Linked DNA regions of Sus scrofa: all the other regions are linked to region 1. The links are chromatin contacts, called in public Hi-C maps. All regions are on one chromosome and are shown on one strand. The core of a region is the stretch at or near the end of the contact, and the rest is flanking DNA. Distances in the headings are between cores, read along the strand shown. Region 1 has its middle 210 kb from the start of SALL1. Region 2 holds the start of SALL1 (sal-like protein 1). Region 3 has its middle 390 kb from the start of SALL1.

Region 1 (2,579 bases), core at 43-2,542:
CAGTCCCTGAGATTTGCTGTTATTTAATCCCACCTGAATGGCTGTGATCAAAGGACATAGTTTCTCTCACACATAAAGCAATAACTCGACTTTAAAAAAAAGTTAGTTATGTGACTAGTGAACTATGTCTACCATGGAGCGGTGCCCTTAGTCAAGCGCTAAGGTCTGGGCATGTGCATGCCTTTATTTCTGCGTGACAGGACCTCATTTGAATGCACAAGCGAACACAGACCTGGTGGAAAGATCATTAACTGAGCTGTGGTGGGGCTCATAGGTAGTCAACCACACGCTTGTGTGCGCCGCTGCTGGAAACCATGGTGATTAGGAAACGGCTGGCTGCCCCACGTGGGGTGATGGGTTCCAAACACACCAGTTCCTGCTCTGGGATGGTGGTCCTCCCTGCGTGTATCTGCATGAAAATCAAAATCCGTACCTGCGGAATGATTAATCCATATCTATCTGCCTATCTATCTATCTCTTTCTGCATCCATCCATCTACCCATCCATCCATCCATTTTCCTCAGCTAAGTGTGATTCTCTGTGTATGTTTAGGTATCATGATAAAGAGGTAGACACATATTTCCTTATCAGAGAGTTTTATTTATCTACCTTGCAAAAACGATCAGGCCTGGGGTCTTTTTCTTTTTGCTCCATCCCCCCCCACCCCAATTATGATCTTTGGCATCAATTTTGGGTTTTGTAGGGTCTGGCAAATCAAAGGGCAAACTTCTGCTCATCCTGAGTGAAATTAAGTTAAAAGGAACATAGCAAGTAACTTTAAAGAGGAAAAGAGGTGGTACCAAGAGCATCTGGTGGATTGCATGGCAAGAAGTAGTCCTCGCTAAGGACTTGGGTCTCTGTGTTCACTTTTGATTGGTTTCCACGCCATTTGATTTCCCCTCCACAAGCACCTTCCAACACAGCATGAGAGCTTTTGTCTGTGTCCTTTCCACCCACCCGAAGCCCTTCTGATCCACGGCCCCCATCAGGCAGTCCTGCTTCCACGGGTCGGTTGAGCCAAGCCACGTCATGGTAAGATCTACTTTTTTAAAAATCAGAGCTCAGGCTTAAATTTTCTCACCAGATTCCAAAAATTAGAAAGAAAACTAAAACAATACACCAAACCACCCCAAAGAGAATGCCTCGCTGCTCTTTGCGCTATTTCTGCCCCCATATCACACTTGTAACCTTCTGAATGTACAAAAAGATTTTTTATTGTAGCTCCAAAGGAACAAATGACCTCTTCAAATTCATAATGAGGTATGCATCGAACGGAACACGGCCCAAGGTGAGTCATTCATTAATCATAAACAAAACAGCCCCTGATCAAGGACACATCAGAACACACTGTAAAAAGAGGCTCGGTTGCCCAATCTCTTTATTTAATATTAACTACATTATGTTTTTCATGTGAGTTCTGAGAAGGTGATTTTCTCACTTTCTTTGTAGCCAGTTCAGTGTGAATGGATAATTACTTCCCTTAATGCTGTTCCCCTGAAGGTTAACCCTGTTCAACAAGACGCGATCCAATCTCACCTCTCCTGAGGGGGAAGGGGGGCCCCCCACCCTTCTCGGACGACTTTTAGCTGGAATCCCTCAAGCATAAAAACATCCGCCAAGAGGCATATTTCAAATGACATGAATAATATTTGTGATTAATAACAGCTAACCAGAGATGCACAATCCAAGAAATACATTATTAGCTTATTACAGATATCCGATATGCTAATTATCTTCAAAAATTTCATTGCTGATGACTGTTTTGGCAGCAGTGTGAGCAGGGGAAGAGGAAATTTAAACTTTTATGTAAGTTGGAAACAAAGCATTGGGGGCGAATGGACTTTAGAAGACCTGGGAATGGTATTTTTGTATTTCATTCTGTCGGATGAGGAGGAAATTAAATAATGAGAAATGAAATCAGTGGGAAGAGGGAAACTTGAGTCAAGGAGAACTTGTCACCAGAAGCTCTTCTCTGCCTTTCTTGACAAAAGGCTCCTGGGGCAGAAATGGGCAGGTAACACGATAGGGTTTGGCGAGATTTGCCTGGGTGCTTTCCGGGTGTGTATGTGTGTCACTGCTTTCCTCAGACCAAAACGATTTACTCCTGAATCCCCGCATTTCCAGGGGAGACCAGAGCCCTGCCAGCTGTTTTCCTATCGCTCTCACCTCACCCATGTCCCCACCAGATCCAACACTCCATGGTAAATGGACAAAACTAGGAGTTCCAATCATGGCTCAGCAGTAACAAACGCGACCGGTGTCCATGAGGACGAAGGTTTGATCCCTGGCCCCGCTCCGTGGGTTAAGGATCCGGCATTGCCATGAGCTGTGATGTAGGTTGCAGACTGACTCGGATCCCACAGTGCGGTGACTGTGGTGTAGTCCAGCAGCTTCAGCTCCCACTGGACTCATATGCCATGGGTGTGGCCCTAGAAAGACAAAAAAAAATAAAAATAAAATAAAGGACAAAACCAGCTTGGGCACCGTCTTGGAAGCACCACAGATTACAGAGCGTGGGAGAGAGGACCCAGGAGAAGGTCACACCCTAACTTAGTCTAGGAGTCTAGAGTCAACCCACC
Region 2 (2,579 bases), core at 35-2,534, 210 kb before region 1:
GGGCGCAGCGCGCATGTGTCCTGCTATAATTATGATTATCAATAATGCATTGCGATTAATCATAGAGGGGCTCTTTGAAAGGCGATTGGCACCGGGCCAGCGCTATTCAAACCCGCTCGCCTTAATCAATTAGTTCGTGATTTGCTGCAGACCCCTGTCTCTCCGCGCGCTGGCCCAATAAGCCGGCCGCGGGGCTGGCTCTGCGCTCCGCGCCGCCCGACACTGGGTTAACCCTCTTCGCGACCGCCCGGGACTCCGCGGCCGGGCCGCCGGGGGCCTGCCTTCTCGCCTCTGCGCACCCAGCGCCCCGGCCCGCGCCCCCCGCCTCCCGCCCTCGCTCCCCCCCCCCCATCCCAGGCTGGGCCGACCCAAATTAGCATGCCCTCCCCGGAATTAAGCCTCTCGGGGTAGGGGGTGGGGGTGGGGCCGGACGGCGGCTGGGGACCCGGGCTGCGGGCGAGCGGCGAACTTCCCAACTCCGGCGCTAGGCGCGCCGGCCTGCGGGGGGAGGGCGTCCCGTGGCGGGATTTGGGGGGAGGAAGTCCCGTTTCGTGAGTGTTTCTTCGTTTCTTTAAGAGCTACCAGAAAGCAGCCCACCCCCACCCCCATAAAAAAAAAAAAAAAAAGCGAGTGGGGAAGAGCCAGCCCCACGCCGGTCCGCCTCCCGCCCGCGGCCCGGCCTCCCTCCCTCTCGCCGCCTGGCTCGGTGCTCCTCCGCCCCGAGTTCTCCATCCCTGGATCGCGGGCTCGCGGGGGCGCGGAGAAGAGGACCAAGGAAAGGTTTGGGAACGTGATGGGTTTGGGGCTCGGGGGGGTGGGGAGGGCAGCTCTCCCGCCACCCCGATTCGCCTCAAAGGGCCCCAGTCCTCCAGGCTCTCGCTTGCCCCCTTTCTCTACCTCGGACATTCCCAGGACAATTAGGGCTGAAGTTTTCGGGAGACGCGGCCCCGAACCCGTGGGATAAGGGGGCGGCCCGGCTCCGCCCAGGACCCCTCCCGGACCTCCCCCCCGGCTGCCCCGGTTGGCTGCAGGGCGCGTCACTCCGCGGGGAGGCGGCGGCAGCTGTGGCGCCGCGGAGCCGGGGGCGGGCGGAGAGCGGGGACCGGCCTAGGATCCGAGTTCAGCTCCAGCCGGGGGGAGGGGAGGGGCCGCCGCTCACCCGGCGCGCTGCAACCCTCCCCTGGCCTCGGGAGGCGCGGCCCTGCCTCGCCGGCTCCGGGCAAGGCCAGTCACTGGGAGCCCTGGGCTGCCCGCCCTGGGAGAGGGGGCCGCGCCCCAGGCTCTTGGAGAAGAGGTGGCCGAGCCCAGCCGGGAGTGAGAGGGGCGGCGGGGGTGGGGGTGGGGGTCCCTGTCCGCAGCTGTTTGGCCCCGCAGAAGCTCGCCTCCACCTCTCAGGCATTTGCCGAGCGCGGCGCCCAAACTTTTCGCACCAGCTCCATCTCCTCAGGCTGGGATGCAGCCTCCCCACCCGCGCCCGGAATGGGGAGCCTTGGACCCGCACTCCCTCCTCTGGGCTTGGGCGCCCGCGAACCTGAGGCTCAGTCCTCGGCTCAGCCTAGCTCTTCCCCTCGAGTCTCGGGGTCTTCTCGCTCCAAGGTTCCCGAAGTCCTGCGCCCGAGGGACAAACTAAACTTCGGTTGAGTAATGGGGAGGAGGGGGGTGCAGATACACAATCCCTGCCCTATCTCGCTATCGGGAAACGAGAGGGCTCATAAGGACGCCCCAATTCGGGAGCGCCCTGGAGTCTGGAGAGCTACACAGTCGGTTCGCGCGAAGTGGGCATCAATCTTCTGAATAGAGTTTCGGGTCCTCTAGACCCTACTGCGCTCCCCCATGACTCTTTCTTTAGTGGGTTTTTTCTTTTTTGTCTTTTTTATCCTTTTTAATCTAAATATTTTGTGTGAGGGTGAATGTTTCTGTTTTTCTCCTACCGACTAATTTTATTCTTGGTTAACTTCTCCTTTCTCCTCCTTGCTCGCCCTCTCTTCACCTTTTCATTTCTCCCTATTTTTTCCTCTCTTTTGCCCTCGCTCGGTTACACACACACACGCACGCGCGCACACACACGCCCCCTCTCTACCTCGCTCTCCCTTTCTCCCCAGGTCCTGTTGGTTACCGTAGATTTTGATAAAAAGACAAACGAAGCCATCAGTGGCGCTGATGTTGAAGAATGAAGATAATAATGTTTCCATAGGTGGTGCTTCAAATGCCATTATTTCTCACTGAATATTTAAAGAGATCCCTCGGCAAAGATGAATCTGCGTGCTCCTGGGGTGCGAGCCGCTCGCTTTCCTCCAGACCCCCGGGAAAGTGTGCAGGAGCACGTGTAAAACCAACCCCCCCACTCCGCAAACTGTGGTCCTCACAAACACCCCAGCCCACCCTCTCTCAGAGGGTGCACTTGCACGTTCGTTTCTCCGCTTACGCCCGCGTTTGGAGCCGCCCGCCTAACAATCTTGGCTTCTTGAAAGTCCGGGCCTCCCGGGCACCGTGTGCTGCCGGGAACCGAGCCTAGCTGGCTGTCCCGCAAACCCTTCCTCCCGGTACGCAGCGCGTACGCAGGGAGAAGCTCCCGGGCA
Region 3 (2,579 bases), core at 45-2,544, 180 kb after region 1:
TATTTGCCGATGTCCCAGTGGCTAAAGAAAAGTCACATGGCCGAACGCAGTGTTCACGTGAGAGGAAGCTACATAAGGATGTGGATACCAGAAAATGTGATTCATTGGTTCATTCATTCATGGGGGCCTTAGCTTATGAATCTGCGAAATAGATTCTTTTTCTGATCCAAGCGAGTTGCGTGGTTGGCCTCCATGTAAACGGAAAAAGTATCCAGTGGGCTATTCACAAATGTTATTTTTTTAAGGTAAATTAATACTTATGTTCTTGCCTTATATTATTTTATGTATATGTGCTATTTACACACCAGTTCCAAAAGGACTAGAGGATGCTTGCAATAAAAAGTAGATATAAGATTAAGCGTTAGAACTCTTCAAAAGTCTTAAAGGCTAACTTTGCCGAATCGAATACTCAATTTAATGTTGAGCTTCCTAGGAATCAAGGCAGAAATGGAGAAACATGATGGATCAATTGCTCTTTATTACTTACTGAGAGAAAGCACATTGTTTTTAGGAGTGATCACCTTTCTCTTGTCTCTAAATACACAGAGCATCCTAGAGAAAGAGGTGTTCCACAGAGCATTACTGAGAGTGGAGAAGCCTTCTCCCAACATCCTGGGACAGAAACCAAGGCACTAATGTGAGATTCACTGAACAGGTCTCTGACGTGGGACACACCATAGGATGAATGAATGCCGGTGTGTTGACATAGCCTACGTAGAGAACGTGGAATACTTCAGATTATCAATGCAACCTTCGACTACAGAGACACCATCAGAGATCCCTGGGCCACACATTTCAACTGTGGAGCCCCAATCCTTCCTGTTCATTCACTCTAGAACAGTCCTCCAAAACATTTCATAGCTTTTCTCTGCCTCTGCTGATTCAGGTCTCTCCACAAACGCTCTCTCATCAGAATTCTTCCCTGACCACACCGTCAAAATCAGTGTCTCTTCCCAACCCGCTTTCCTGAAGATACGGCCTCCCTTTCACTCACCCGGCTTTACGTTTCCTTGCCTTGGGTTGTCATCCTACTTGGCAGCCACCACTGCCACTGAATATTGCATGACTACAAATATTACTGCACAGGATCCCAGGATGACTTTTCTCTGGGTAGAGACTTAATGTCAATTTTGTTGGACGCTGGTTGATGATTTTCAGGAAGGCACTAGATGCATGAAATTCAAAACAAGGTAAAAGTGAGTCCACAGCTCTTTTGCACAGAGCAGCTGCTGCCTGTGTAGACTGGGTCTGTTTGAGGGTAGGCGTAAGCAGTGAGGGAGATATTAGAGGAGCTGTGTTTCAACTGGATCAACGTGGATCCATTCCAAGCTCTGTCACTCACTCGCTGTGTGACTTCTGGTAACTTTGGCCCCACGTTTATTCAAAGGTGAGCCAGGGATGATGATCTTGCTTGTTCCCAACGTGGTTGCCACGATTTAGTAACAACCTCAACAGTGTTTAGCACAGACGGACCCACACTGTGCATTTTCTCTTTCTTGCCACATATATACAGAAGAGGCGAGCGTTGACGAAGGCTGTTTTTTTTCTGAAGGCAATTTATTGGACTATCCCAGGGATGTTTATTTTCTTAACTAGAGGTCACAGGACTTGAAGACCACTAATGAAGGAGATGGTAGCTGGGGGAGCCGAGGAGTTTCCCCATTTCTTCCAAGTCTCTTCTTAGACTGAAAAAAAAAAAAGTCCCCTGTAAATTTTATGACTGCAGTGTCAAAAGTCTTCTATCCAAATCGCAGTAAATATTCTAATGAAGTCTGGAAAGAAAGCCATTTGTAATGGCTTGGGGCAGAGTATTAAGATAGCCTGTTTCTCGTTAGTCAGTCATTAGAGAGATCTAACATGCATGGGAAATGGTTTCCTGTTGTAAGTGCTTTAAAACCAAGTTTTAGGAAACCCCATTTCCTGCCGGCTCATTTGGAGACAGCAATGTGCCAACTGGTCAGACTTTTTAGCTGGTCAAATGGTGGCCTCCTTGGCTGCAATTGAGTTCAGATGCAGCAGCCTCAGAGTGGGCTTCGCTGCTCGGGGGTCCTGGCAAGAAGTAGGCAGGTCCATGGCGTAAGGACATCTGGACTGGGCACCGCTGGGGGCATTTTGCCTCCTATTTTAAGTGTTTTGATTCACGGCATGAATCAAATGCAGGAAGAGGAACTTCTAGCCTGGGCCTGGACACGGAGGTCTAGATCCTGCTGACGGAGCTGACGGGAAAATGGTGGATGTTTCTCTCTGGTTTGGGAGGGTTTGGACGGCCGATGGGAGAGCGCATTCTTTTAACTACTGTGCTGTGTATTAAAACGGAATTTTCTGAAATGAGGAAGTCCCAGAGACGTCCATTAGGATGCAGATGCGAGTATTTGCTAATCAAATCCATTTGCTTCTTTTTATGTGTGAGATGAGGGTCACTACTGTACGTGGAAGCCAGAAACTGATGGATGCGGGAAGACCACACAGGTCCTCACCTCCAGGAGACGCCTTCTGTAACAACTGCCCAAATCGACAAGGGAAACCCTCATTGCTGCTTAATCCATCATTGCTGCTTCACCCAGGAGAGGTCCCCAAGT

The links. A called contact is a pair of places that touch in the nucleus more often than the background predicts.
Region 2: a Hi-C map of liver shows a contact between it and region 1, with 7 times the contacts expected there. The contact joins the promoter of SALL1 here to the enhancer-like site in region 1. A contact is called at or near these places in 1 of 5 promoter capture datasets (liver) and 6 of 47 Hi-C or Micro-C datasets (epiblast stem cells, liver and skeletal muscle).
Region 3: a Hi-C map of liver shows a contact between it and region 1, with 7 times the contacts expected there. The contact joins two enhancer-like sites. A contact is called at or near these places in 1 of 5 promoter capture datasets (liver) and 5 of 47 Hi-C or Micro-C datasets (liver and skeletal muscle).

What each region holds. Positions count from the first base shown.
Region 1 is chr6:33,520,589-33,523,167 of Sscrofa11.1, reverse strand. No RefSeq gene overlaps it. Among named protein-coding and RNA genes, the nearest start is that of SALL1, 210 kb to the left of the region's middle. Within about 2 kb of position 1,292, at least 9 of the 83 cell types and tissues checked have an H3K27ac peak or open chromatin away from gene starts, as enhancers often do. A contact at or near this core is called in liver, where this site is marked.
Region 2 is chr6:33,730,371-33,732,949 of Sscrofa11.1, reverse strand. It overlaps SALL1 (sal-like protein 1), which reads right to left and starts at 1,284. Exons shown (of 4, transcript XM_003126987.4): 1 at 898-1,284.
Region 3 is chr6:33,341,721-33,344,299 of Sscrofa11.1, reverse strand. No RefSeq gene overlaps it. Among named protein-coding and RNA genes, the nearest start is that of SALL1, 390 kb to the left of the region's middle. Within about 2 kb of position 1,294, at least 1 of the 83 cell types and tissues checked has an H3K27ac peak or open chromatin away from gene starts, as enhancers often do. A contact at or near this core is called in liver, where this site is marked.